Regions from separate parts of the Mus musculus genome. Here regions 2, 3, 4, 5, 6 and 7 are each linked to region 1. A link is a contact called in public HiChIP or PLAC-seq data. All regions are on one chromosome and are shown on one strand. The core of a region is the stretch at or near the end of the contact, and the rest is flanking DNA. Distances in the headings are between cores, read along the strand shown. Region 1 holds the start of Cct4 (chaperonin containing Tcp1, subunit 4 (delta)). Region 2 overlaps Usp34 (ubiquitin specific peptidase 34). Region 3 overlaps Usp34 (ubiquitin specific peptidase 34). Region 4 overlaps Usp34 (ubiquitin specific peptidase 34). Region 5 has its middle 15 kb from the start of Gm40816. Region 6 has its middle 40 kb from the start of Gm40816. Region 7 has its middle 66 kb from the start of Gm40816.

The links. HiChIP or PLAC-seq counts read pairs in DNA pulled down with a chosen protein or histone mark.
Region 2: an H3K27ac HiChIP or PLAC-seq map of embryonic stem cells shows a contact between it and region 1, with 9 times the contacts expected there. The contact joins the enhancer-like site here to the promoter of Cct4 in region 1. A contact is called at or near these places in 21 of 39 promoter capture datasets (the 3T3-L1 cell line, 3T3-L1-derived adipocytes, the C10 cell line and 14 more), 1 of 15 datasets of contacts at CTCF or cohesin (the NIH/3T3 cell line), 13 of 484 Hi-C or Micro-C datasets (the AML12 cell line, CD8 T cells, the G1E-ER4 cell line and 9 more), 39 of 115 datasets of contacts at active chromatin or transcription factors (the 230-238 cell line, the NIH/3T3 cell line, the SCID.adh cell line and 22 more) and 5 of 9 other capture datasets (adipose tissue, embryonic stem cells, liver and 2 more).
Region 3: a contact with region 1 is called in an H3K4me3 HiChIP or PLAC-seq map of embryonic stem cells, with 19 read pairs. The contact joins the enhancer-like site here to the promoter of Cct4 in region 1. A contact is called at or near these places in 13 of 39 promoter capture datasets (the C10 cell line, the HPC-7 cell line, HPC-7-derived erythroid cells and 9 more), 1 of 15 datasets of contacts at CTCF or cohesin (the NIH/3T3 cell line), 9 of 484 Hi-C or Micro-C datasets (CD4 T cells, CD8 T cells, LSK cells and 6 more), 30 of 115 datasets of contacts at active chromatin or transcription factors (the 230-238 cell line, the SCID.adh cell line, T-cell acute lymphoblastic leukemia and 19 more) and 5 of 9 other capture datasets (adipose tissue, embryonic stem cells, liver and 2 more).
Region 4: an H3K4me3 HiChIP or PLAC-seq map of bone marrow-derived macrophages shows a contact between it and region 1, with 4 times the contacts expected there. The contact joins the enhancer-like site here to the promoter of Cct4 in region 1. A contact is called at or near these places in 15 of 39 promoter capture datasets (the C10 cell line, the HPC-7 cell line, cranial neural crest and 11 more), 1 of 484 Hi-C or Micro-C datasets (bone marrow-derived macrophages), 27 of 115 datasets of contacts at active chromatin or transcription factors (the 230-238 cell line, the SCID.adh cell line, bone marrow-derived macrophages and 17 more) and 4 of 9 other capture datasets (adipose tissue, liver, macrophages and 1 more).
Region 5: a contact with region 1 is called in an H3K4me3 HiChIP or PLAC-seq map of bone marrow-derived macrophages, with 6 times the contacts expected there. The contact joins the enhancer-like site here to the promoter of Cct4 in region 1. A contact is called at or near these places in 7 of 39 promoter capture datasets (the C10 cell line, cranial neural crest, liver and 4 more), 1 of 15 datasets of contacts at CTCF or cohesin (the NIH/3T3 cell line), 2 of 484 Hi-C or Micro-C datasets (B cells and bone marrow-derived macrophages), 21 of 115 datasets of contacts at active chromatin or transcription factors (the 230-238 cell line, DN3 thymocytes, the SCID.adh cell line and 15 more) and 1 of 9 other capture datasets (adipose tissue).
Region 6: a contact with region 1 is called in an H3K4me3 HiChIP or PLAC-seq map of the SCID.adh cell line, with 19 read pairs. The contact joins the enhancer-like site here to the promoter of Cct4 in region 1. A contact is called at or near these places in 3 of 39 promoter capture datasets (the C10 cell line, neural stem cells and pre-B cells), 1 of 15 datasets of contacts at CTCF or cohesin (the NIH/3T3 cell line), 1 of 484 Hi-C or Micro-C datasets (B cells), 17 of 115 datasets of contacts at active chromatin or transcription factors (the 230-238 cell line, CD8 T cells, the SCID.adh cell line and 11 more) and 2 of 9 other capture datasets (adipose tissue and liver).
Region 7: an HNF4G HiChIP or PLAC-seq map of pancreatic cancer cells shows a contact between it and region 1. The contact joins the enhancer-like site here to the promoter of Cct4 in region 1. A contact is called at or near these places in 2 of 39 promoter capture datasets (the SN4741 cell line and pre-B cells), 1 of 15 datasets of contacts at CTCF or cohesin (the NIH/3T3 cell line), 11 of 115 datasets of contacts at active chromatin or transcription factors (the NIH/3T3 cell line, the SCID.adh cell line, acute myeloid leukemia and 6 more) and 1 of 9 other capture datasets (liver).

Annotation. Positions count from the first base shown.
Region 1 is chr11:22,988,733-22,992,210 of GRCm38.p6, reverse strand. Cct4 (chaperonin containing Tcp1, subunit 4 (delta)) reads right to left here and starts at 1,618. Exons shown (of 14, transcript NM_009837.1): 1 at 1,331-1,618. The coding sequence starts at 1,457.
Region 2 is chr11:23,399,883-23,403,360 of GRCm38.p6, reverse strand. Usp34 (ubiquitin specific peptidase 34) reads right to left here. Exons shown (of 80, transcript NM_001190401.2): 30 at 1,783-1,908. Among named protein-coding and RNA genes, the nearest start is that of Gm22753, 78 kb to the left of the region's middle. Within about 2 kb of position 1,785, at least 7 of the 459 cell types and tissues checked have an H3K27ac peak or open chromatin away from gene starts, as enhancers often do. A contact at or near this core is called in embryonic stem cells, where this site is marked.
Region 3 is chr11:23,381,266-23,384,743 of GRCm38.p6, reverse strand. It overlaps Usp34 (ubiquitin specific peptidase 34), which reads right to left. Exons shown (of 80, transcript NM_001190401.2): 22 at 3,365-3,478; 23 at 2,077-2,190; 24 at 244-343. Among named protein-coding and RNA genes, the nearest start is that of Usp34, 76 kb to the right of the region's middle. Within about 2 kb of position 1,778, at least 1 of the 459 cell types and tissues checked has an H3K27ac peak or open chromatin away from gene starts, as enhancers often do. A contact at or near this core is called in embryonic stem cells, where this site is marked.
Region 4 is chr11:23,329,379-23,332,856 of GRCm38.p6, reverse strand. All of the region lies in intron 2 of Usp34 (ubiquitin specific peptidase 34), which reads right to left. Among named protein-coding and RNA genes, the nearest start is that of Usp34, 24 kb to the right of the region's middle. Within about 2 kb of position 1,941, at least 3 of the 459 cell types and tissues checked have an H3K27ac peak or open chromatin away from gene starts, as enhancers often do. A contact at or near this core is called in bone marrow-derived macrophages, where this site is marked.
Region 5 is chr11:22,667,667-22,671,144 of GRCm38.p6, reverse strand. No RefSeq gene overlaps it. Among named protein-coding and RNA genes, the nearest start is that of Gm40816, 15 kb to the right of the region's middle. Within about 2 kb of position 1,699, at least 32 of the 459 cell types and tissues checked have an H3K27ac peak or open chromatin away from gene starts, as enhancers often do. A contact at or near this core is called in bone marrow-derived macrophages and pancreatic cancer cells, where this site is marked.
Region 6 is chr11:22,692,002-22,695,479 of GRCm38.p6, reverse strand. No RefSeq gene overlaps it. Among named protein-coding and RNA genes, the nearest start is that of Gm40816, 40 kb to the right of the region's middle. Within about 2 kb of position 1,924, at least 112 of the 459 cell types and tissues checked have an H3K27ac peak or open chromatin away from gene starts, as enhancers often do. A contact at or near this core is called in the 230-238 cell line, B cells, CD8 T cells and 8 more, where this site is marked.
Region 7 is chr11:22,717,987-22,721,464 of GRCm38.p6, reverse strand. No RefSeq gene overlaps it. Among named protein-coding and RNA genes, the nearest start is that of Gm40816, 66 kb to the right of the region's middle. Within about 2 kb of position 1,759, at least 81 of the 459 cell types and tissues checked have an H3K27ac peak or open chromatin away from gene starts, as enhancers often do. A contact at or near this core is called in the NIH/3T3 cell line, the SCID.adh cell line and pancreatic cancer cells, where this site is marked.

The DNA.
Region 1 (3,478 bases), core at 369-2,868:
GGGGAAGGGCTCAATCCTTTGTGGGTGGGTCCATCCCCGGGCTAGTGGTCCTGGGTTCATAAGAAAGCAGGTTGAGGGGCTGAAGGGATGGCTCAGCAGATGGATAAAAGATGGCTGCTCTTCCAGAGGCCCTGAGATCAACTCCCAGCACCCACAACCACATATAAACACAGTTCTATGGGATCCAATGCCTTCTGGTGTACAAATATACATACAGACAAAACACCCATATACATAAATTAATAACTAAATCCACATAACCTGTGTTTTCACAATAATAGAAACCCTAGCTAAGATGGTTGCCTGAAGTAAACTCATTTCTTAATAGAGTGTACACTCTCTTGGTCACTCATCTGACTCTAGAATTCATCTTTCAACATCCCAATGACTCCACTACCACAAACGTAATTAATGAACTCAATAAACTTCCAGGTGTCAGGTATTCACTCCAAACTTCCAAAAGACTCTCACATGGAGCACCTGGTCAGCTTGGCGTCTCCAACTCCTTAAGGCCCATCCTGCGCACACACCTCACAGCACCAACACATTCCAGTCACCTGGACTGGTGACTGCAGTACTTGTCAGGTTTACTTCATACACTTTCACATTTAATCCTCCCAGCAACCCTGCAAATCAACTGTCACCTCACCCAACTTACAGCTGCACTGCGAAGTCAAGAGTTTCTTGGATCCTAGGACCTTCAGAAGATAAAACAACACCCCGTCCACTTCCCAAATCATGCATCTTTGTCTCCAACCCAAATAAACCCTGGCAGTATCTCTTAAGGCTTTGTTGCTTTAGACGTCAGACGCGTCAAATAGCACATACTGAGAATAAAACTCGGCCTGTCTGGTTTTCACCACGTGCTTTTACAACCCTATGTCGCCCACCTGCCAGTTTAAGGGAATTTATAGTGACTATCCGATTAGTACTACGGAGCCAAAGAACGTTCATAAGTTAAATGAACTTTTTTTGAAAATGTTGAAAAAGTAAAATGAATTTTATTTGAAAGCTCAAAATACTGTGTCGTCTACCACTAGGTTTGATAAACAGCCAAGCTTTAGTTCTTAAGAGTCAGATCTCAAGGATCATTGCTTTCAGTATTTTAAACGGCTGTCTGCGCCAATGTGACCAACACCGCCCATGCCTGCAGGAGACGAACTAAGGAGCTCGGCGTCCCACAATGGGGCGTGTCCGAGGCCTCCACGCTCCGAGTGCTTAGCAGAAAGCTGCAAACGAGACCACCTTGAAGGAACACAACCCACCCAGGGCCAAGGTCACAGCGAGGCTGGGCCGTTCCGCCGGAGGCGGGCCGGCGACCGGGTGATACCTTTGGCCGCGGAAATATTGCTGAAGCGGATCTGGGCTGGCTTGTCGCGGTCCTGGTAGGCGCTTTTCCCGCGGCTGCCGGGCCCGGCGGTGGGCGCCCCGCTTCGGGAAGCTACGTTCTCCGGCATGGCGACCTTGGTGGCGTCTGCGCGGGTTCAGGAGGACGGATGGACACGGATTCCGGCTTGCTGTGGAGTAACGGTCTCCCTGACCGCCTCCTCCACGAACCTTCCAGAAAGCGACGCCGGGAGAGAAGGCGGAAGCCGAGCAAGGGGCCTGCTGGAGAGCCGGCGCGGGTGTGACGTCAGGGGCTGTCTGCCGCACGCCGGCTGCGCAGCTTGCGCGCGGAGATGTGGCTACGGACTGTCCACCCCTCCCTGTGCCTGAGATGGAGCGGGAGGTTTTATAGGCGTGGCTGTGGCCGTTCTAGATGGACCCGAGCCTTTAGCTTCTGCTAGTGCTGTTGAGGAAGCTGTGACAGCTCTGGCTTTGTTCCGGAGTGGGTGTGGTGCAACCGGCCTTTTACGGACATCCATGTCTAAATTCCAAATTCTATTCCTAGTTTATTCACTTTGTAAAGGTGTTGGAGGAGAGATGTGCCATGAATAGTTTCCTCCCTTTTGTATATATTTTGACTGCCTAGGGATTTAAATACACTAGTTAGACGGCACAGAATCGTAATAGTTGTGGGGCGGTGACTGCCTATCAAATCCAGTCTGCCTTCTAGTTAAGACCTCTTCCATAAACATAACCACTGACTCTTAGGGAACATAAACATTCTAATAACTGATTAATAGTTATCTGCTGAGCAAAGTGTGAAATCTTTACACTCTTTACCCCCCCCACCCCACCCCCACACTAATCCTCATAATCCCATGAAATAGGTGTCATCGTCTAGACTTAAAGGATGATGAAGCTAAAGCCCAAGGTCAACCAGTAAGGCAGTGGAAGCCAGTACAGAGCCAGGACTCTGTCCTTAGGTAAACTTCCAAGGTTTCTATAATCATGATCATTGACCACCAGAGTTTATATAGGTAATACTCATTCAGTGGTAGTTCACAGTTAATAATTGAGAGCCATAAGGTGCCAGATGCCTGCGGTAGGTTAACGAACAATTGTTTCATGGACTTAGTCCTGTAATTATGAGAAGCATTTACATTCATTCACTCTATTAAGACTAAGATGAACTTTTCAAGCCTCCCCTTGGGGGACACGTCTTTTTCAAAGACCAGTTTACCCCTCCCTCGAAGCACACAAATATTCTATGGTTGTTGAGACAGCTGACTTATATGAAGAGAACAGGTACTGGTACTGTGGTGATTTGAGATGTCTCCCCTAGTTTTAGACATTCAAATACTTGGTCCCCAGTGGGTAGCTCTGATTGGAGAAGCTTAGGAGGTGTAGCCTTGCTGGAGTAAGTATATCACTGGAGGCTGAGTTTGTTTCAAAAGCTACCAGCCAGTTTGTGCTCTGCTTCCTCTTCACAATATGAGATGTGAGCTCTCCCTTCTCCATGCCTACCTGTTGTGAAGCTTCCCTGCTGTGCTTCCCAGTGATCATGAAGTCCTAGAACCATAAAACCCCTCAAAACTCTTCCCTCTATAAATTGCCTTCCTTGTGGTTGTGGTGTGTTTTTTGTTTGTTTGTTTGTTTTTGTTATAAGGTTTCACTGTGTAGCTTTGACTGTCCTGAAACTAACTCTCTGTAGACCTCAAACTCCCAGTGATCCTCCTGCCTCTGCCTCCCAAAAAGTTTGGACTAAAGGCTGGTGAGACCACCACCCGGCATGGTCATGGAGTTTTATCACAGCAACAGAGAAATAACTAACGCAAGTACTCTGACTTCTCCTGCTCTTAAAAGCAGGAGACAAAACAGCGATCTGAAAGAGACCTTCACTGTGCCTGCAGGAAGACATGCTTCTCCCCGGGGAAAGGGATGAAAGAGGTGCAAGCCAATCTCTGCTGTCTGTCGTGCTGGGGAGCTGAATTCACTGCCCACCCAGGGCAGAACCTCATGCACTGACGTCGCAGGGAATTCTTTTTTTTTTTTCTGTAATAGTTGGATTTATCTATGGTTCCATGGCTGAACAGCTTGGGTGGACTGTCTGTATAGTTTGCTTTCTTGTCTTTGTTGACATTTCCTCCATGGC
Region 2 (3,478 bases), core at 536-3,035, 410 kb before region 1:
ATTTTATCAAAAAAAGCACAGAAAAATAATTAAATTAGAAATTGCTGTCTCTGCTATCAATGTATGAACTAATGTTGGCATAATATGTAGCTTTGAAATGTTATTACTAAAGTGATCACAAACCACATTCTAGAGCCAATCCTTTTTCAAGTCAAGTAATTTAAGAAGTCAGACTTCTGAACTCATATGATGGTGTGGCAAATCAGATAGTGAGTGGTATGTAACAATACGCCATTTGTTTTTTTTTTTATTCATTACACATGAGTCTTGCAATAGATCTTCCTTGAAGAAACCCCTTGTTATGTAGCTTTTAAAAGCATTCTTGGGGAGGTCTGGAGAGATAGCTCAGTGGTTAAGAGCACTGACTGCTCTTCCAAAAGGTCCTGAGTTCAAATCCCAGCAACCACCTGTAATGAGTTGTGACGCCCTCTCTTAGTGTGTCTGAAGACAGCTACAGTGTACTTACATGTAATAAATAAATAAATAAATCTTAAAAAAAAAAAAAAAAGCATTCTTGGGCTAGGTGTGGAGGCACACACCTTTTATCTCAGGGCTTGGCAAAGGAAGGCAGATCTTTTTTTAGTTCAAGGACAACCTAGGATATATGATGATTTCCATGCCAACCAGGGCTACATAGTCAGTCCCTGCCTCCAAAGGAGGGTAGCTAATGTTTCCTACCTCAAAGAGGGGATGGAAAGATGACTAAGAGGTTAAGAATATATATGGCTCGTGTTATGGTTCCCAGCATCAATGTAGAGTGGCTAAAAACTACTTGTAACTACCACTCCTGGGGATGCAACACCCTCTTCTGCCTCCATAGGGACCTCACTCACGTACATACATGTACTCTCAAGAACTTAGCATTGAAAGAAAATAGCATAAATCTCTTTGTAATGTAATCTTTCACTGTAAAGGCATTTACAATGATATCCAACACTTTCTATACGTAATCTGATATTATAGAAGAAACATTAACTATGTATTAAATTCTGTTGCCTTGTTTTTACAATTCTGTCATTGGATCTGTATAACAACCTAAAACAAGGTCTGATGGCTGTTACTTCATCATCACATTATATTTATCTCAATTTTCCTAGTTTTGCTGTCAAAAAGAAATATTCAAAACATACAAGTTTTTAAAAACCTTATCAATAAAAGCACTACTCTGGGGCTGGAGAGATGGCTCAGTAATTAAAAGTACTTATTGCTCTTGAAGAGGACTCAGATTCAATTCCTAGCACCCAATGGCAGTTCAGTCATCCACAACTCTAGTTCCAGGGGAACCAACACCTTCTTCTGGTTTCTGCAGTGCCAGGCATGCACACGGTGCACAGATATATACAAACAAATCACTCATACATGTAATACACAAAATCTTTTTTTAAAAGGCAAATTCCTATTTTTCTAAAGACAATTTAACAAAAGATCACTTGCATTTTACTTATGTTACATAACTTTTAAAAAAATGATATTTAAATTGACACTTTTTTCCTATTAAATTAGCAAAAGGAGATTACTGAGATAGCTCAATCAGTAACATATTTACCTCAGAAACATAAAGTTGGATCCCAAGTACCCTTTGAAAAAGTTGAGCATAGCTGTCACATGTCTGTATTACTGCCATTGAGAGGGCAGAGGTGTGTGTGTGTGTGTGTGTGTGTGTGTGTGTGTAGCAGGGATGATGATGGTGGTGGTGGTGGTATCCAAAGAGGACCTCTAGCCTCCATCTATCTCTGTACACAAACACTGCTGGGAGAGTACAAAGCCTGCGGGTGGGCTCACCTGCTCGTCTGAGACATTCTGGAATGCCGTCAGCATGTTGGGACAAGTCGGAAGAAGCATCAGCAACTCCCAGACACGCCTTGAAAGATTTTCTGCATGAAGATGAAGTTCTTCACATTTTAAACTCTACATAAAATAAGAACACTATTTTATCAATAGATCAGAAGAAATAAAAAATTTAACTTCAATTTTAAAAACTGTTTTGCGAAAATTTCCTACCCTTACTTTTAAAAATGTCTGAAAATTTAATACTATGTTTCTTAGGATAAATGTATCCAAGAAAATGATTAGGTGGAAGTAGCATTTTTCAACTTCTCATTAACATTCTCTTTTTTTGTTTGTTTTTTATGTATGAAAGCTCTGCTGCATGTACACCTGCAGGCCAGAGGAGGGCATCAGATCCCTTTATAGATTGTCCTGAGCCACCATGTCGGTGCTGGGAGTTCAAACTCAGGACCTCAGTAAGAGCAGCCTGCGCTCTTAACTGCTCTGCAATCATTCCAGCGCCTCGGCATTTTTTATATTAGCTGATCATTGTTCCCAAGCAACTTTTGAAATAGAAGTTTATCCGTGTTTCATAATTTCCACGTCTCTTTCTTATTTCTTCGCAGATTATCATTCTATGTACAACAAAAACTCACTAAGTTAAATTCTGACCTATTTGTGAAGAGATTAAAGGAAAGCACAATTTTTAATGAACCTGAATTTTGCCGTTATCATTTGATAAAACTTAAGTTGAAAAAGGTGAGCAAATAAAACAAAGACTAGAAAAAGGATGCTTTCAAAAACACATTTAAAAAGCAAGTTTTCATCCATTGCCCAAGTAAGGCAGCATGGCAGAAGGGGAAAAAAGATAAAACCTAACACCCTGGTATTTTCCATAGAGTATAAATGAATTTATTATTATACTGCTACTACTATAACTGTAATTCCCAGTGTTAATGAAATGCGCTGAATACCAAAGAAATATTCTGTAAGTAACAACAATGATCTAATGACAATCATTTTACTAAGCTAATATAAAGTGGTCCTTCTGTATATGTGGTATTTTGGGTCTAGGATCTACAAGCACACGATCATCTATACTTACATAAATTCAATATATAAAAGATATGGCAAAGCTTTGTAAGCTGTGGTGTATGCCTATATATTCCCAGCATCCAGGGAGCTGAAGAGGAGGAGTTTTAGTTTAAGGGCAAGTTGGGTCTTCGAGTAATATTCTGTCTAGAGGTGTGTGTCAAGAAGGTGGGGTGTGGGGAGAGAAGACTATGCAGAAGGATAAAGAGTTCAATCAAGGTAAGCCTCAGCTACATACTGAATTTGAGAGCAGCCTGGTTCATATGAGACCCAGTGTCAAAAATCTAAATAAGGAACAGCTATGGGGAGGGTGTTTTTCAGAGGGGAAACCAGGAACAGGGATAACATTTGAAATGGAAAGAGAGAAGAGAGGGGAAGGGAGGGGAAGGGAGGGGAAGGGAGGGGAGGGGAGGGGAGGGGAGGGGAGGGGAGGGGAGGGGAGGGGAGGGGAGGGGAGGGGAGGGGAGGGAAAAAATGTCTTAGCTTGAGGTCCTGAGTTCCAACTTAATGTTTGTTGGAAATTTTCATTCCTTGGCTGAAATTGTTAATGGGGAGAATATAAATATGACAACTCTAGGGACTAATTTTGAAAACAAGGGAGCTTTAGAACAGGAAATCT
Region 3 (3,478 bases), core at 529-3,028, 390 kb before region 1:
TCGTCCAGAGGACCCAAGTTCAATTCCCAGCACCCATATGAACCATCTTTAACAGCAGTTCCAGGAAATCTGAGGCCCTCATCTGGCCTCTATGGCACTGTACAATATGGCAAAAATACATACATGAAAACAAATAATTATAAATGTATCAAAAAAGTTTTAAAGAAACAAGAACAAAGAGAAATCTTGAAATTTTATCAATTTAATTATTGTAAGTTTTAAACAATATTTCCAATTACTTACCATTAATATAGTAGGAGTTAATATACTGAATAGCAGCTCTACTGACATCACCTGATTGTGCTCTTAATGCAATACCCCAAAATTGGTCCATACCACACAGCTAAGAAATAAAGATAAAACGTTTTAAAAATTTTGTTAGATGACAGATTATCATTAAAATACCAAACATTTTCATGTTTGCACACTAAATTTAATATTTTATAAAGTATTAAGAGGGTAAATTATAGTATATGGAATTAATGAAATAATAATTAATAAAAGCTTACAAATTTCCTCAGTTAATGAAGAACTTTTAAAGCCAATTGTATTTATTTATAAAGCAGGAAAAGAATATGATGCTTAATAAATTATATAGTATAAAACCTTCAATTATATAAAACATGTCACAAAAGAATAATAATTTAGCATAATGCTTCAATGATTTTCATCAGAGGTAAATTGATAAAGCTACCAATTTCATAGAGTCATAAATAATATAGTGGACACAATAAACTAATTATTGTTCAAATTAGTGATGTTAACTATGAGATAATGAAAGAAATGTTTCGGCTAAAGGCTAACGCAGAAATAATTTAAGTGAAAGGTCTCAAACTATGGGCAGAGATATAGTCTTCCAATGGATAATCTAATAGCCTGAGTGAAGATCATCTACCAGGTCACAGTTATTAATTAGGCCAATGAAAACTATCATATATTGAAATTAGTAAATTTAAACTCACTAATACTGGTGTTAAGAAAAAATCCTAACAAAACAAGCCTCACCATCACAATACAAACAAAAGCAATACTAGAAAGATAGGAAAGCACATATTAATCCAAGCAAAATTATTACTCTGTGAGATAACATCTCATGTTGTCTCACTATGTAGCCAAAGATTAACCAAAATCCCTGACCCTCCAGGTTCCACCTTCCAAATCCTGAAATTAGAGTTGTTTACCACTTTACCTGCTTGGTTTATGTAGTTCGTGTAATGAAACAAAGGGTTTTGTGCTTGCTGAGAGACCATTCTAACAACTATATCACCAGCTCTAAAATTGTTCTTTATACCATAGAAATTATTAACTACTTTCTCGTGATATAAAACTATAAAAATAAAGTTACTAATAAATTAACTAAGAAGAAGAATGTGCAACAAAAAAATACCTTTGAATAATAGTTTATAATTAGAAGAATATAATGACAATCAAATACACTGCAGCCATCCAATATGGAGAAGAAGCACATGAGACTACAAATTTATAGGAGTGTGCACTCAGTCATAATGAATGATCTATATGGATTATATGAGAAAAAAATCACCATATATTACTGATTAGTATATACTGCTATAGAGAGAAGCTATAGCAAATAGCATGTGGATTTCAGAGCCAGTGAAGTGGCTCAGTGCAAAAAAGAGCCAGAAGCTAAATCTGGTAGATGGATTTAGACTCCCCAGGAGGTGGTAGAAAAAGCAGGTTGACTCCTGTAAGCCATTCTCTGACTTCCACATGAACAAAAGTGTACACACATGCAAATTAAGTAAATAATGTCACACAATTCCAAGATCAGCAAGGAGAATAACAGAACAGGCATCTCTCCTTCTAAACAAAGCACAGCACATATAAGGCTTTCTTGTGCAAAACCACAGTTCTCTTTGGAAATTAAAATAAAAAGGGGGAGGGGGAAATCACACCAAAATTGCTTTCAAAGTTAAAATATGACGTTTTAAAACTTGAAATAAAATTCAACTTCATAATAATGCCAAAGTTTATAGAAAGATAACTTAGTAATATAATTTCAAGACAAGAAAATTGATGTTAAGTCTAAAGTATAAAAATAAGTCTAAGCATTACCTCAGAGTTTGAGCCACCATCATAGGCACTGGTAGCCAATCGAGCCAAGTTACAAAGATGCTGAAACAGGTTTAAGCCAGTCATGCTAATTGTTTCAGGTTTAAGCTGGGGCATCTTAAGGAAAAAATGTTAACAAATTCTATTTTATTAGATATAAAACTACTAATTTTACTAAAGAGAACGCAGAATTAGAATTTCCAGATTAGATTTGGCTAAACTATAAACATTTGAATAATTTAACACGCAAAGCCTGAACAGATGTATACTTCAAATAAAAGTACCTGCCTGATGTGTGCTTCAATTTTCAATATATATACATGAATGTTTTATATACATATATGACTAATTTTTGATATATGAATTTCCAATATACACATACATATGAATACTGAAAATTGAATTCATAGACACATACAACCAAACTAGGGGAACTAAATACACGCAATCTGTTTTTTTATTTGTTTTTTTGTTTTTTTTTTTTTTAAGATTTTGTGTGAGTACACTCTTGCTGTATTCAGACACACCAAAAGAGGGCATCTGATTCCATTATAAATGGTTGCGAGCCACCATGTGGTTGTTGCTGAGAATTGAACTCAGGTCCTCTGGAAGAACAGTCAGTACTCTTAGTGTTTAAGCCATCTCTCCAGCCCCACACAACTTGTTACCTATTAAATATATACTTCATATACTTATGAGATAATCAAACTGAATGTATTTGCATTGAAGGGAATAATACATGATAAATGGCCTTTTATCTGTGCCTTACCCTAAAACTCATTTGTATATACTCTGACACAGAGACACTGAGTTTACGAGAACCTTCCTAATCAACAACAACAACAAAAACATTAAGAAAATTTAAAGAGCCAGGAGGTGGTGGCATATGCCTTTAATCCCAGTACTTGGGGAGCAGAGACGGGCAGATCTCTGACAGTTCAAGATTGGCCTGGTCTAAAATTCATAGATGTGGGTTATGGGCACACATTTCACAACTGGACAATCATTTTTTAAATTAACATTTATGATTACTACCATACTTAAATATTATTCTAGTTACTCCAAATTCTCAAATAAGTAATAAACTACATTTATAAATAAAACTAAATTTACATTTAGTTAAAATATAACATGACAGGAAAATCTGAATTAGAAAACTTATATAAGGATCATCAAAAACTGATGCATTTGTCCTATTTAAAAACTACGTGAGAGGAACAAGAAGTCATATTTGAAGAGATTTGAATGCATGTAGAAGAATATGCAGATCAAACTTCTAAGATATAATTACCTTCTCCAGGAAAAGATGTTTATAGGTTTCCATTCCCATTGCATGTTGATCTTTACTTCGAACTTGATTTAAAAACCAATGAAGTGCATCATCATAGCACTCAGAGTCTTCTAC
Region 4 (3,478 bases), core at 692-3,191, 340 kb before region 1:
CAAGTTCAATTAATAGCACAATGCCTGGAATATTTCAGGCAATTAAAAATCTTGTGTGAATCAATAACTAAACGACACACACACACAAGTACCTAATTCAAATTATATTAGAATCTAAACACTGATAACAGATAATCAGCCATTACTTATAACTTATTCCTTGAAGTATTAGCAAAATTTCTCTACATCGTCCAAATAGATCACCAACACACTGTACAACCAAAAAGGGAAATAATCTCATTTCTATAGGCATGATAAACTTAGAAGTATGACCACAAAACGCTTGGCACACATTCATTTAAAAAGCAAGTCCTAACTTTCTTCCCCTTGAGACCAGAAGGGACTCATTTCCATTGAGTAAACTGTGATAGTAGTTAAAAGATGAAATATCTAAGATTAGGTCATTAAAAATACTGCGACCATGGTATAATTAGTAACATTCAAGCTGCCTACAACTGAGGTTTCCCCAAACAACAGATCCTCTACCCCCCTGTAGGCCTCCACATAATTACATCATGACTAATGCCTTGATTAAAACCTTATGATAAGGGCTGGAGAAATGGCTCAGCGGTTAAGAGCACTGACTGCTCTTCCAGAGGTCCTGAGTTCAATTCCCAGCAACCACATGGTGGTTAACAACCATTTGTAATAGGATCTTACGCCCTCTTCTGGTGTGTCTAAAAACAGCTACAGTGTACTCATATAATAAATAAATCTTAAAAAACAAAAACAAAAACCTTATGTTAAGCCGAACACAGAATTCCAAAATCCTTATTCCACTGTAATACTGATTCTAATTAATTAAATACCATTTTTAGAAAAATTTGTCACATTGATTAAACAAAGGGGCTTTTACTTCAAAAGTTTCTTTTAGCTATAAAATACCATATTACCATTTTTTTTTCAAGATAAGAGTGTCACTATGTGGCTCTGGATGACCTAGAATTCACTATGTAGACCAGGATAACCTCAAGCTCAGATATCCACCTGCCTCTGACATAAAAATATTAAGATTAAAGGTGTGTGTCATAACACCCAGACATCCATGTGTGTGTGTGTTTGTAAGTGTGCCTTTCTGTGAAGGCCACAAGAGTGCATCAAATCCGCTGGATCTGCAGCTGCAGGCAGTTGTGAGCCACCAGACAAGTTAGGAACTGCAGATGAGTCCTTTAGAAGAACCTTCTCTCTAACCCCAACCCACAACCCATATTACAATCTGTATGAGGAAAACAAATATAATGTCTTTAATCTAGCATTAAAAGACAGGCAGATCTCTGAGTTGAGGCTAGAGTAATTCCAGTTGAGCCAGGACTAAAGTGAGACACCAAGCCCCAGTCTTAAAACAAACAAAAATTACTCGTAGTGTTTTCTGATGAGCAGCCTGCCTACCTCTTATCTCCTACCTCTTTTTTTCTCCTTTCCAATACTTGGGACAAATCCAGGATTTCATATATACTGGGAAAGCCCTCTTAACTGCTGAGCCACATTCCTGCCCATTTTTACATTGATAGGATCTTCCTTTTAAGTTGAGGCTGGCCAGGATCCTCTTGCCTTTGATTCTAAAATGTAAGGATTACAGGCATGTACCACCACTCCAACTCAGATTCTTCCTATAATGCTAATGCAAAATTATCTTTAAAGTGAGAAGTTGTTACTCAGGCAGTTTTCTTAGTAAAGCTAGAGTCTGAGTTCTTAAAAGATCTTGGCTGCTGGGCAGTGGTGGCGCACGCCTTTAATCCCAGCACTTGGGAGGCAGAGGCAGGTGGATTTCTGAATTCAAGGCCAGCCTGGTCTACAGAGTGAGTTCCAGGACAGCCAGGGCTATACAGAGAAACCCTGTCTCGAAAAAAAAAAAAAAAATCTTGGCTAAGGTTTAGAATAGGAAAGACAAGTTTACTTCTAAAATTAGCTGTCAGAAAATGGGAACTGGGGCTGGAAAAACAGCTTAGTGGTTAAAAATACTAGCTGCTCTTTCAGAGGACCTGGGTTCAGTTCCCACCATCCATATGATGGGTCACAATGATCTCTAACTCCAGTTCCAGAGGGATCCAACACTCTCCTCTTGTAGCGCCTGCAGGCACTGCATGCATGTGAAGCAGAGATACATGTGGGCAAAGCGTCCACACACATAAAATAAAAAATAAAAGGAAAGTGGGAATTACGATGGATGGTAGTGTATGCCTTTAAATCTAGAACCAGGAAGGCAGAGGCAGCTGCATCTGTGGGTTTCAGACCCACCAACGACCCTGTCACAAAAACAAACAAACAAAAAAACAACAACAAAGAAAACCACTGGGAAGGTTCAGGACTAAAGAGCCCCAGCTTAGGATTAAGTAAAGGACAGAATAGAGGTTCGATGAAAGGGATCAGGTAGCCTCCCTTGCCCAACAGCTAAACTATCATAGCCAAAGAATAAGGATGGATGGATGGATGGATGGATGGATGGAGATATATAGATATGAAAATATTAGGAGTCTAAAGGACATAATCAGTGTTAAGAAAGATTATTTTAAGGCCAGCCTGGTATACAAACTGAAGTCTAGGCCAGTCAAGTTACACGGTCAAACCCTTGGCCAAAAAATAAAAAAAGCCTGCTTACATTTTATTTACACCTATTATATAGTACAGATAATGATTTTAAGATGTACCACCCACAGAGAAGATCCAACTCACCTGCCTCTTCCATGAGAGACAGCCAAGAATAAGTGTTTGTAAGAGGAAAGAGAAGGCTCAAAATAATAAATAAAAACTGTAGCTGGGCGTAATGGCGCATGCCTTTAATCCCAGCACTTGGGAGGCAGAGGCAGGCGGATGTCTGAATTCGAGGCCAGCCTGGTCTACAGAGTGAGTTCCAGGACAGCCAGGGCTACACAGAGAAACCCTGTCTCAAAAAAATAAATAAATAAAAGAAAAAAGAAAAAAGAAAAGAAAAGAAAAGTTGTGTCACCAAAGACAACAAAAACAGTAAGAAAAGACTCAGCATAGCTTGGTGGTGCACACCTGGTGCATCTCTAAATTCAAGGCAAGCCTGATATATAGAGCAAAACTCTCTAAAATAAAGAAGTGGGGAAACCCCTCATAAATAAATAAAACACAGAAATGTTTGTGTTTCCTTTCTATTGGATACTATTGATAAACAGTGCCCAAAACCAACTCAAGAACAGGTTTTATCTCATCTTGTAACTCCCAGGGCTAAAAATTCCTCACCGGAGGAAAGACAAGGCAGGAACTCAAGGCAGACACCTGAAGCAGGAACTGAAGCAGAAGCCATGAAAAAAAATGCAGCTTAATTAGCATACTCCCATGGCTTGCTCTGTTTGCTTTATGATAAAACTCAAGGCTACCTGGCACAGAATTCTGGGTCCTCCCAAATCAATCATTAATCAATAAATGTCCATATTCCTGGCATTCCCGATATACTGGGGTCTCCACTGCAGCTGAAGCTGCACCTTCACCAATGGCCTCTATTGAGCTCTCT
Region 5 (3,478 bases), core at 450-2,949, 320 kb after region 1:
CTCATCAACAGCAGTCCTAGAAATTCTTCACCCTTTATGTCTTTATGAAACAGACTCAAGCAACACATAGGAATGTATTTAGTTTCAGACAAAGTTCCATGTCTCTCCTACAATTCAACTACAGATCTTTTTGATCTCCTGTGTTTGATCCTCATTCTTTCTCTACTAGTATTCTTTCCTGCACCCAGGAGAGCCAGGCGGTCTTGAGAAATCCCCTTCACATGCTACCCCACGGTAGGCTATGTCATCATTGCCTAAGCATTTTTGCCCTTATATTTCCTATTAATATCCTACCATCTTACCATCTCACCTACCTCGTGTTTCCAGACACTTCTGATATTCTGACTGCTCAGCCAATGCCTGGCCTGATGCCTAGCAGGTGATCGCCACCCTGACATGGATAGAGGCCAGTCATCAAACTGACCTTCATCGCCAGTGGACACATTGCCTCAGCCTTCTGCTTCCCCCTGTTTCCATCCTAATTCTTCTTCTAAATTCTCTAAAATACCTAATTGATGATCCCTCATAGCACAGCAAACACATGGGTCTTGTAAGCCAAAAAACGGAGACTCAGTCTTGCTGGGACAAACAGGAGAAGCATCAATCCTGCCATCAGAACCCAAGCTGATATTCTAGTTTAAACCAGTTCCTGATTTCTGTTCTTGAGATCCATATTTATTTCTTTTTTAAAAAAAAATATTTGCCGGGCATAGTGGCACATGCCTTTAGTCCCAGCACTTGGGAGGCAGAGGCAGGTGGATTTCTGAGTTCGAGGCCAGCCTGGTCTACAGAGTGAGTTCCAGGACAGCCAGGGCTATACAGAGAAACCCTGTCTCGAAAAACCAAAAGAAAACAAAAAAAAAAAAAAACCAAAACAAACAGAAAACATCTTTTACATTTATATTTTAAAAATATTTTTGTTTAATTTTTATCTTATGTGTGTGCATGTTTTGTCTACATGTATGTCTGTACACCGTGTGCTGTATGTGTAGTGCCTGCAAAGGCCAGGAAAGGGGTGTCAGGTCCCCTAGAACTGGAGTTAGAGACAACTGTGAGATGCTGTGTGGATGCTGGGAATTGAACCCAGATTGTCTGTTAGAGCAGCCAGTGCTCTGATGAGCCTTCTCGAGCCCCTGGTTTTTATTTCTCAAGTGCAATGTCAGTATCTAAAAAAGTATTTCCTAAACTGTATTAACATACATATGTTGTACTTTGTGTGCTTGATCCCAATTATGTAATATTTACATTACATTGTACATTGAACATATGCACATATTAACATGCATTAAGTGCATGACCCTATGTAAATAAACAAGTACAGTAAACTTTATTATATAAAGCCTTACTGTATTAATCTTCAAAAATTACTTACAACATGAATATCCCTTTCAAATTAAACCTTTGATTTTACCCATGGCATATTAGCCACTCATACATGGTATGATCAACAAAATCAACATCAGCATATTACCTCAGCTCGGCCTGCTCCTCGGGAGAAAAGCTTGTCAATGTGAACACTGCCTTCCAGATTTGTCTTTTGATTTTGTCTCTAGAAATTGTAGCTGTCTCGTGAAATCCTCTCGTTTCATTCCAAGCCTCTGGTACTTGGGGATTTCTGATATGAAACTGTACCTGACACCTGGTTCTTGCCTCAGGACTGTGGCATTAGAGTTGCTTATTTGTTCAAGATGTCTTGTGACCACACATGACTCAATATTTGGTTTTAGTATATGACTCAACATGGCACTTAAGGCTCTGACACAGTTATCATGTGGCTGGGCCTTTAATATTGTTTTCACATATAAATCAGGAGGTGCTAATTTTTTTCATGTTGTTGGCCATAATAAATATGAACACACATTTATGAAAAAGCCAGTGTAGGTGTGTGTACATCTGCTTCTGGGTAATACATCCCATGACTGTGTAGACAAGCCCACCTCCCGTATCTCCTCTTTCACCTCAATTATTTGTCTCTAGTAAAATCAGATCACACATAGCCTAACTCTTGTTAATCCCCGACAGTCCACATACAAAGAGTTTAACCCTTACCCAGCTGTGTTTAGTGTGCCTCTCAATTAGATGACTGCGTAATGTTCTATTAAGATTCTTTGCTTGCTGAATTAAAGCTTCATTTCTTTATAAGGTGCTGAATTATGCCCCCAACACCAGCATAGCACTTCAGATCAGCCGATTCCTCAAGAGAAAGGCTTTTGTTTTAAATTCCTAACACAACTACCAACTCAACAGTCATTCGTGTAACTTACTGAATTTCTAAATCAAATCCCTGGAAGTGCTTAGCTGGGCCATACAGTCTTATAAGTGCCAAAGGTTCCATCCTGGATCCTTTATTAACATTTGAAAAATGTATACACTCAAGTATCCTCACTCCAGAGAGCACATGCTCTAGATCATAATTATTATTTTTAATTTCATTGCATGTACTTGATTATTTTGTATGTGAGAGTTGTGCATGATATGATGGCTTGTGAAGGCCAGAGTACAACTTGTGGGAGTTGGTTCTTCCTTTTACCATGTGGGTCTGGGGGATCAAATGTAGGCTTGGGGACAAGTGCCTTTATCTGCTGAGCATTTCACAGTCCCTGAGTCTTTATTCCTTTAAAACATTTACACATACTTGCTTATCTATCTATTTGTTTGATGTGTGTGCATGCTCACTGGAGTAGAGGTCAAAGGAAAGTCGAGGAAGCTGGTTCTCCATTCCATCACGTGGGTCCCAGGGATGGAGTCAGGGCACCAGGCTTAGAGGCATGCACCTCCTCCTGCTGAGTCATCTTGAGGGTTGTACATCATAATTCTTAAGAGGATCAGAGGAGCAGCCATCAATTTCACTAATATGTACCTTGAAATGCTTTGCCACAGCCACAGGTAAAAAATCAAGCAATATGCTCCAGCAAGATGCTCAGCTGGTAAAGGTGCTTGCTGACTGATGCACAGAACCACACAAAGGTGGAAGGAAAGAACCCACCTAGAGTCGTCCTCTGGCCTCCCCATGTGAACCTCACCCCCACGTCATGTATATTCGTGTGCTCAATACACGCATGTACTCAGACACAAGAAGTCTTTTAATTAAAAAAAATCAAGCAATAAGCAAAAGTTTACTTTATTTATTATAACTTTCATAAGTTATATTTGTAGTTGGTAAATGTCATTCCAGCCACTATAGCAACATGAGTAGCTATAATGAATGATGCTCCTGGCACCCTTCCACTCACTGTAAAGTATGTTTAAGGACAAATTTCAACAAGATTAAAATTCAACTAAGCTGTAAAACAATGAAAGTAATTTAAGATTGTCTAAATATGTGGCATCTCAGACTCAAACTTTGATCAGATATCACAGTATGCATAGAAAATTATACAGTAAAATTGTGCACAGAACACCACTAGCTACTGTTCAAAACACCAAAGGCCTGATAGTGCTTTAGTTAGACTCTCCAACAGGATTCTGTTCTGTGTGA
Region 6 (3,478 bases), core at 675-3,174, 300 kb after region 1:
GTTTGGAGTTTGCCCAGCTGGGTCTTGGTCTTGCTTTGTCCAGCATTTCCTCAGTATACTTCCTTTTTTCCCTTTTGGAACCATGATGCATATCCTGTGATATTGTTTGTTTAAAGTATGTGGTATTTTTTTAAAAGGGGGAATTACAGTGAAGAGACTGCCTGAGTCTCAGGAGAGACTTTGCTGAACTTTGGATTTAACAGTGCTGATGCTGTGATAGACTGTGGCTGGGAACTTTGAAGTTGGACTGAACGTGGTTTTGCGTTATGATATGCTACAAGGCTGCATAAGGGTGAGGCAAGCAAACACCAGCTCTCCAGCAGGGGTGCAAGGTCATGGCCGACTGAGCATGGAACCTTCAGGAACCTTCCTAAATTTAAACTCTATTCCCCCGCCCCACCCCCCACTTCTGCAGTGCTTCTCTCTGTGAGCCCTGTCCATAGTGGGAAGGTTATTTTTGCCCCAGATAACCCCCAACAGACATGCAACTTTTGGTCTTTTGCCCAGGAATGTGGTTTCTGACACAGTCTTTGTAGAAGAGGAGGATACTGGACCCACCTTTTCAGCTCTGACTCTACATAACAGAGTACATTCATCTCAGGAGGCCAGAGAGATGCCTCTGGGAGACGGGAACCTTGTGCCCTAGCCTGCCGTGCCAGTAGAGTCTTCCCAGGACTAGAAGGATCCCGTGCTGAGCAGAAGGCTGGAACACCGTGCTGTCATGAGTGGAGCCCTCTGGCCTGGCACTTGTGGCCTCCCTTTCCTGCCTTCTTCACAGAATGTGAGAGGTCCTCAGAGATGTCTAGAAGCTTTAAGTCTTCCAAAGACACAGAATTGGATGATACAGAAAAGTTTAGCCATGCAATTCTTGAAACTGACCAAACCATGCAGATACAATCTGTTTTTTTTTTTTTTTTAATTCATTTGCTTGGTATGTAAAAGTCACATTGTGTGTCTATTTGGTTAAAGAGATGTAGAAAAGGTGCTTTTAAAATTTATTTTTTGAGTTGCTTAACATCTTTATTTTTTACAATGAACATGTTAGTTATATAATCAGAATTGCTATAATACATATATACATATCTAAGGATATATATACACATATATAGGTAAAATATATACACATATATACATATCTAAAGGAATATTAAATGAATAATAATGCAACAATTATATATTTGTCAATATCTTGACCAAAGTTAGGACACTTAACTCAGATACTGATGTCTTGTGGGATGCAGGTGCTTATATTTGGGAACCTGTGAGGAATGGGGTGAAGCCTGCTGCGCCCCCACATGGGGAAGCAGGAGAACTAACCTCATGTCCTGGGAAACTCTGGCAGTGCCCTCGGAGACAGGCCCTTGTAATTTTAGTCTTGTCCAGAAGGTTCCATTTTAGAGTCTGAGGTTTCTTTCTTTTAAACTGGGGTCATCCAATGAGCTTTGCTTAGTTTCTGTGGCATGAGGTCTTTGTGCTGTTGTGTATCCCTGACCCAGGTTGGGTAGGCAACACAGAAGGAACATCCTAGGATCTTGATGTCTCTGATTTGGGAGAGCTACAACTGAGCTGACATCCTCTCTCAGTGGACCATTGCTAGGTACCAAGTTCATGGTGCTGACTTTCCCACAGGGAGGCCGTAATTGGACAGAAGTCCTGGTGGAAAGGAGTCCTGATGTGTAGGAACCCTGGGCTCACTGTCTTCAGAAGACTTTCCCAAATCATACTCAAGTTACCTACTAACTGTAGTAGGGCCAGCCATCACTAGCAAAATTCATTTCTTTCCTTAGGGGCTGATTCACCCGCCATTCTTCACACTTTGATTCCTGTCTTGGTTGTCTGATGTGGTGCAGCAGTAGATTGGGCAACAACGTGTACCCATCATGCAGTGCTAGGGGCACAGTTCCTAAGAAGTGAGTCTGTGGTTAGGCAGTTATGAAGAGGGATATACAGAGGATCAGGCTGCCACAGCATAGGCAGAGCAGGGGTGGTGTGTGGGGGTCAGAGGCAAGTGGGAAACATTTGACTCAGACACAAGGAAACCAATTCTAGGTGACAAGAGGTAGATAAGTGGAGGGACAGTGAGCTCTGCTGAGACAGTCCTTACCTTTCATCCCTAAGGTAGCTGGAGAAGAAAGCACAGAATTGGACAGTTGCCAGACTCAGATCCTGGAGGCTCTTCCAGAACAGGGCATCTCAGTTGAGTACAATTCTGCCCTCTAGGGACATCCAGCAGAGTGTCATAAGGCTGTGTGGGGTCTGGGTGAGTCACTCTAAGGAAATAAAGTCTCAGCAATGCACAGGAAAGCCCTTGACCACAAAGGACGACCTGGCTCAGAGCATTGTCAGAGTTGAGGTTGAAAAACCCTCTTCTGAGACTTTCTTTTTTCCCTTTTCTAAAGCATGGGGGAATCATGAAGGGGCTTTACCCAGGAGAGTGTTGGGTTAGTGTTATATTTATAACCAAGTGTAGCTCCTCTGAGAAAGTTCTGTGGCTCAGCTGTGGTGTTTACAGTCATTTTCTTTCATGGTTCCAAAGCTGTGCTTCAGATGGGAGTTTCCAGCTATGATATTGCCACCCTAGTATTTACCCTTTGGCTGGCCTTATCGGGTCATCTCCCCAGGGCAGAGACCCGATTCAGAGCTAAGCAGCACAAGGGCTTTTTTTCTGAGCTACACAACAAAAGTCACCACACTAGGGCTTGGTAACTATTTCAGCATCTGAAATAGCAGGCAGAAAAATACCTTGGAGATGTCCATGATGCTAATCTCCCAGATCTGTGAATATGTCATGTTACACGCAAAGGAGGCTTTTGCAGATGTGATTAGTTATGGATTTTGAGATGTGAGAAGATTATACTGGATTACATGAGCAAACTCAGTGTCAACAAAAAGGTTCTTAGGAGAGGAAAGCAGGCTCACGCATGAGCAGAAGGGGGTGGGCACGCTGTAGGGTTGGGGTTGGGTCAGATTCAGATGATGGAAACAGGCCAGAGACAGATCGGAAAATGATATGTTGACAACTTTGAAGATGGAGGAACTGTCACTGTCACCCTGTGTTGACACCTGGCCATAGAAACTGGATTCTAAAAAGAGATGTTTGTGACCCTTCCTTCTACTTTCAAACTATTAAACCAGTTGACCACAAAGAATTAAAATTTCTCTACACTAGTAAAAGAGTTACAGCTCTTGGGTCAGGCAGGGGAAAGACTTGCCTCACATGAGGGGATTCCACACAATTCCTAGGCAAAGCTCACAGCTAACTTAGCATTAGTACATTTATAGATTTTATTTAGTCTTTTCTCTAAAATTATAACATGTACCAGAAAGGCAGGGAGAGACCAGGAGTCTGTCTACTGTTTGGACAAAGTGTAAATAAGTTCTTGTGATTATTATTTATTAATTTCCATTTTTTAAATTTATTCTGAAATGCAGAAAACTTTTGGGCTAGAGAAATGGCTCGTTGATAAAGAGTATTGGA
Region 7 (3,478 bases), core at 510-3,009, 270 kb after region 1:
CTGGCTTGTACGCATCTTCCCCAAGAACAGTACACCTCTAGATGAGTTACAAGACAAAGAAAGGATTTTGTGCCTCTAGGAGAAAATGACTTGTAAGAGCAAATCAAAAGCAGACAGAGTCTGGTTAGCAAAGCTGGTCAATGGGGATTCCGCTGGTGCCATCTCTGACCCAGCAGGAACCAAAGTTGTCTTTCCCTCCAGCTGGCAGAGAGGAGTAGAATATCTGTTTCCATGAATCTATGTTCTTCTTTTAGCTCAATAGATGGAAGGCAGAGTGCTCCTTTGTCTGCAACTCCTTGTCTTCAAATGAACATGCCTTCATATTTGGGGCATACACTCTGGAGTATAGTCTCCCTTATCACTCTGGATAAACAGCAAGAGCCAAGTACTCCCTACCCTCTGTTCTTGGGCTGCCTTCCTCCATGGCATTTACCACACAGCCCCATATGTTTCTTTTAAAATTTATTTTCACAGAATGTATGACTCTAGGAGGGGGGAGGGGAAATCAGCTATTTTGTTCTCTGCTAATTTTTTTTCTTCTTCAAGATTTATTTATTATATATACAGCATTCTGCCTGCATATATGACTGCAGGCTAGAAGAGGGCACAAAATCTCATTATAGATGTTTTTGAGCCACCATGTGGTTGCTGGGAATTGAACTCAAGGCCTCTGGAAGAGAAGTCAGTGCTCTTAACCTCTGAGCCATCTCTCCAGCCCTCTCTGCTAATTCTTAATGATCAACAGTTCCTGACACATAAGAGATGCTCCGCAAATGCAACTGTATGTTCAGTGAAAGAGTAAGGTACTGAGTAATGGTTTTATCCTTTCTCAGCAGGGGCTCATCATGTACCCCTGGCTGGCCTAGACTTTACTATGTAGACCAGGATGGCTTCTGACTCCTGGAGAGCTGTCTGCCTCTGCCTCCTGAGTTCTGGGCCTGTTAGTTTTTAGGTGAGAAGAGACTGTGTGTGAATGGCTCATGTGTGCATAAAACAGCTTTAAACATGTTACAGGAAAACTAGGTCACACTGGTTGCCTATGGCAAGGTGAACTTGGTGACTAGGAATCAGCATGGGTAGGAGGGAGAGGAGGAGAGGGGGAGGGAGAGGGAAGGGAGAGGGAGAGGAAGAAGGAGATGGGGAGTGCGAGAGGGAGAGGGTAGAGAGAGAACAGGGAAGAGGGGGAGGGAGAGGGAGTGGGAGGGAGAGAGCACTCACTTGTTCACTGTACTCTTTATTTATAGATCACCAACTTTCTGAATAATTCTTCAATTTAAAAATAAAAAAGAAGCTCTTATATCGCTTGCTTTTTTTTTTCAGCTGTAAAATCCTATGACAAATCACACCCATCAGCCCTTTTAAATTGACAGTTATTTCTAAGTGTTTGCTGTTAGAAAGAGCCAGGACATCTACTTTGTAGTACAATAGCTGATTTGGCCTTTTAAAGGCTCTTTCACTTTGGTTATAATTCTTTGCCATATAAAATGTAGCCAATACTTCAAAATAAACAGGAGTTTCCAACTGTTGATGTAGAGCTGTATTTGACAGCCGTGAGTGGGATTGCCTCAGGAAGCAGGGGATGCTGGGAAAGGCAGATTTTAATTACCTCATGTAACATTTTTTATATTCTCATTGGCAAGCTTACCCTGTCCTTGGTCTGTGGTTGCTCACTGATTTTCCAGGACAAACGCGGGAGTAAACCATGGTGACACGGTCCTATAGGATGTGAGCACAGTCTGGGTTTGCTGAGTCATGCAATGGGAAACAACCTGAACAGGAAATGAATCCTTGTTCTGCTCAGGAGGTGCTGTCTGACCTCAGTGAAATCACTACTGTTTCTGGCCTGGGCCTTCCTCACCTCATTCATGGAAAGATTGATGTAGGTCCCTCCCTTTATCCTGCAGCACAAACAGATGCGTGGCAGCTGCTAGGCTGCAGCTCTGAAGGCTGTAGTTCTTCTTGTAGGTGAAGAGGGCTCTTTGCAGAGGGAAAGGCAAACAGGGAAGCAGTTGTCTGCCTTTGCAGAAGGGATGCCATCAGTCTGCACCTCCTCAGGTTAATGAGCTAGCAAACTCTGCAGGCTCCTGTGTGTAGCACCCATCACTGGCCCCAGGCAGGACAATGGGGCAATGTCAGACTTAGATCTCCCTGGGTTGCTTATTTTCTTAGCTTTTAAGGGCCCAGGGTGTACTGTGAGACTCCCGAACCCAACCCCTCCTCAACCCCAAGGCTTTACATTCTGACAGACTTCCCTGAATGCCCCCACTCCACCTTGGCCTCCTGCTAGACTTGAAGAGTCTCTTTCCTGGGCTCAGACTGGATGATGGACACCCCTTCCTCTCCCACTGCTGGCCAGTGCATGCCTTCATATCCTTCACGGCTGCAGTCAGACCTCGCTTCAGAAAACATGTGACAGTGCAGGATTGTATCCAACCGACTCCAGTTATTACAGGAGCAATGTTCTTATCTTCTGTTTTCATCCGTAACTAAAGACTTAATTTAAAAAAAGACCTGTTCAATAGAAGCTTGCACACTTTCAGCCTTTCCAGACTTAGATTACGTGCAATGTGGGGCTGGGGAGATGACTACAGTTAAGGCCATTGACTACTCTCCAGAGGACCTGGATTTGCCTCTCAGCAGCCATCAGTAATTTTAGTTCCAGGGAATTCAACATCCCCTCTGGTCTCAGTGGGTACTGGTCTGAGATGAGATTTATTTTTATTTTATGTGTATGAGTTGCTTGCATGTATATCTGTGCACAATGTGTGTGCCTAGTCCCATGGAAACCAGAAGAGGGCGTCAAATCCCCTGAAACTGGAGTTATAAATGGTTATGAGTTGCTGAAAGACCCTAGTGGGGAGACCCCCACTCAAGTCCCGAGATGGCACACCTCCAAGGAATCACAAGAGACCGTCTTGATGCAAACACACGAGGTAGTTTAATGACGGAACTCCGGGCTGACACGTATCTCACGCAGGAGACAGAGGAGTCGACCACGAGGCTCAGAAGCTAGGGGTTTATATACAAAAAGTTGGGGGCAGGGGAAGAATTGGCGCGGTTACACAAAATTGAACAGTTTAAACATCAGCAAATTGTACGTGCAGAGCGAGGTAACAGCTGAGATAGTCCGGGCGTCCTTGTATGCCTCTCCTATCTTTATGGCTAGCCAGTTCCTGGAATGACTTAACAGCAACAGCCTTTGTTTTTTGACCTTGGGCCAAAAAGCCCTCCTAACTAGCAAGCCGCATGAGTCATGGGCCTTGAATTTAATTTTCTTTCACTGCCATGTTGGTTCTGGAAATTGAATCCAGGTCCTCTGCAAGAGCAGCAAGTGGTTTTTTGTTGTTGTTTGTTTGTTTGTTTTTCAAGACAGGGTTTCTGTATAGTCCTGGCTGTCCTGAAACTCTCTATAGACCAGGCTGGCCTTGATGAACTCACAGAGATCTGTCTGCCCCTGCCTCCTGAGTGGTGGGACTCA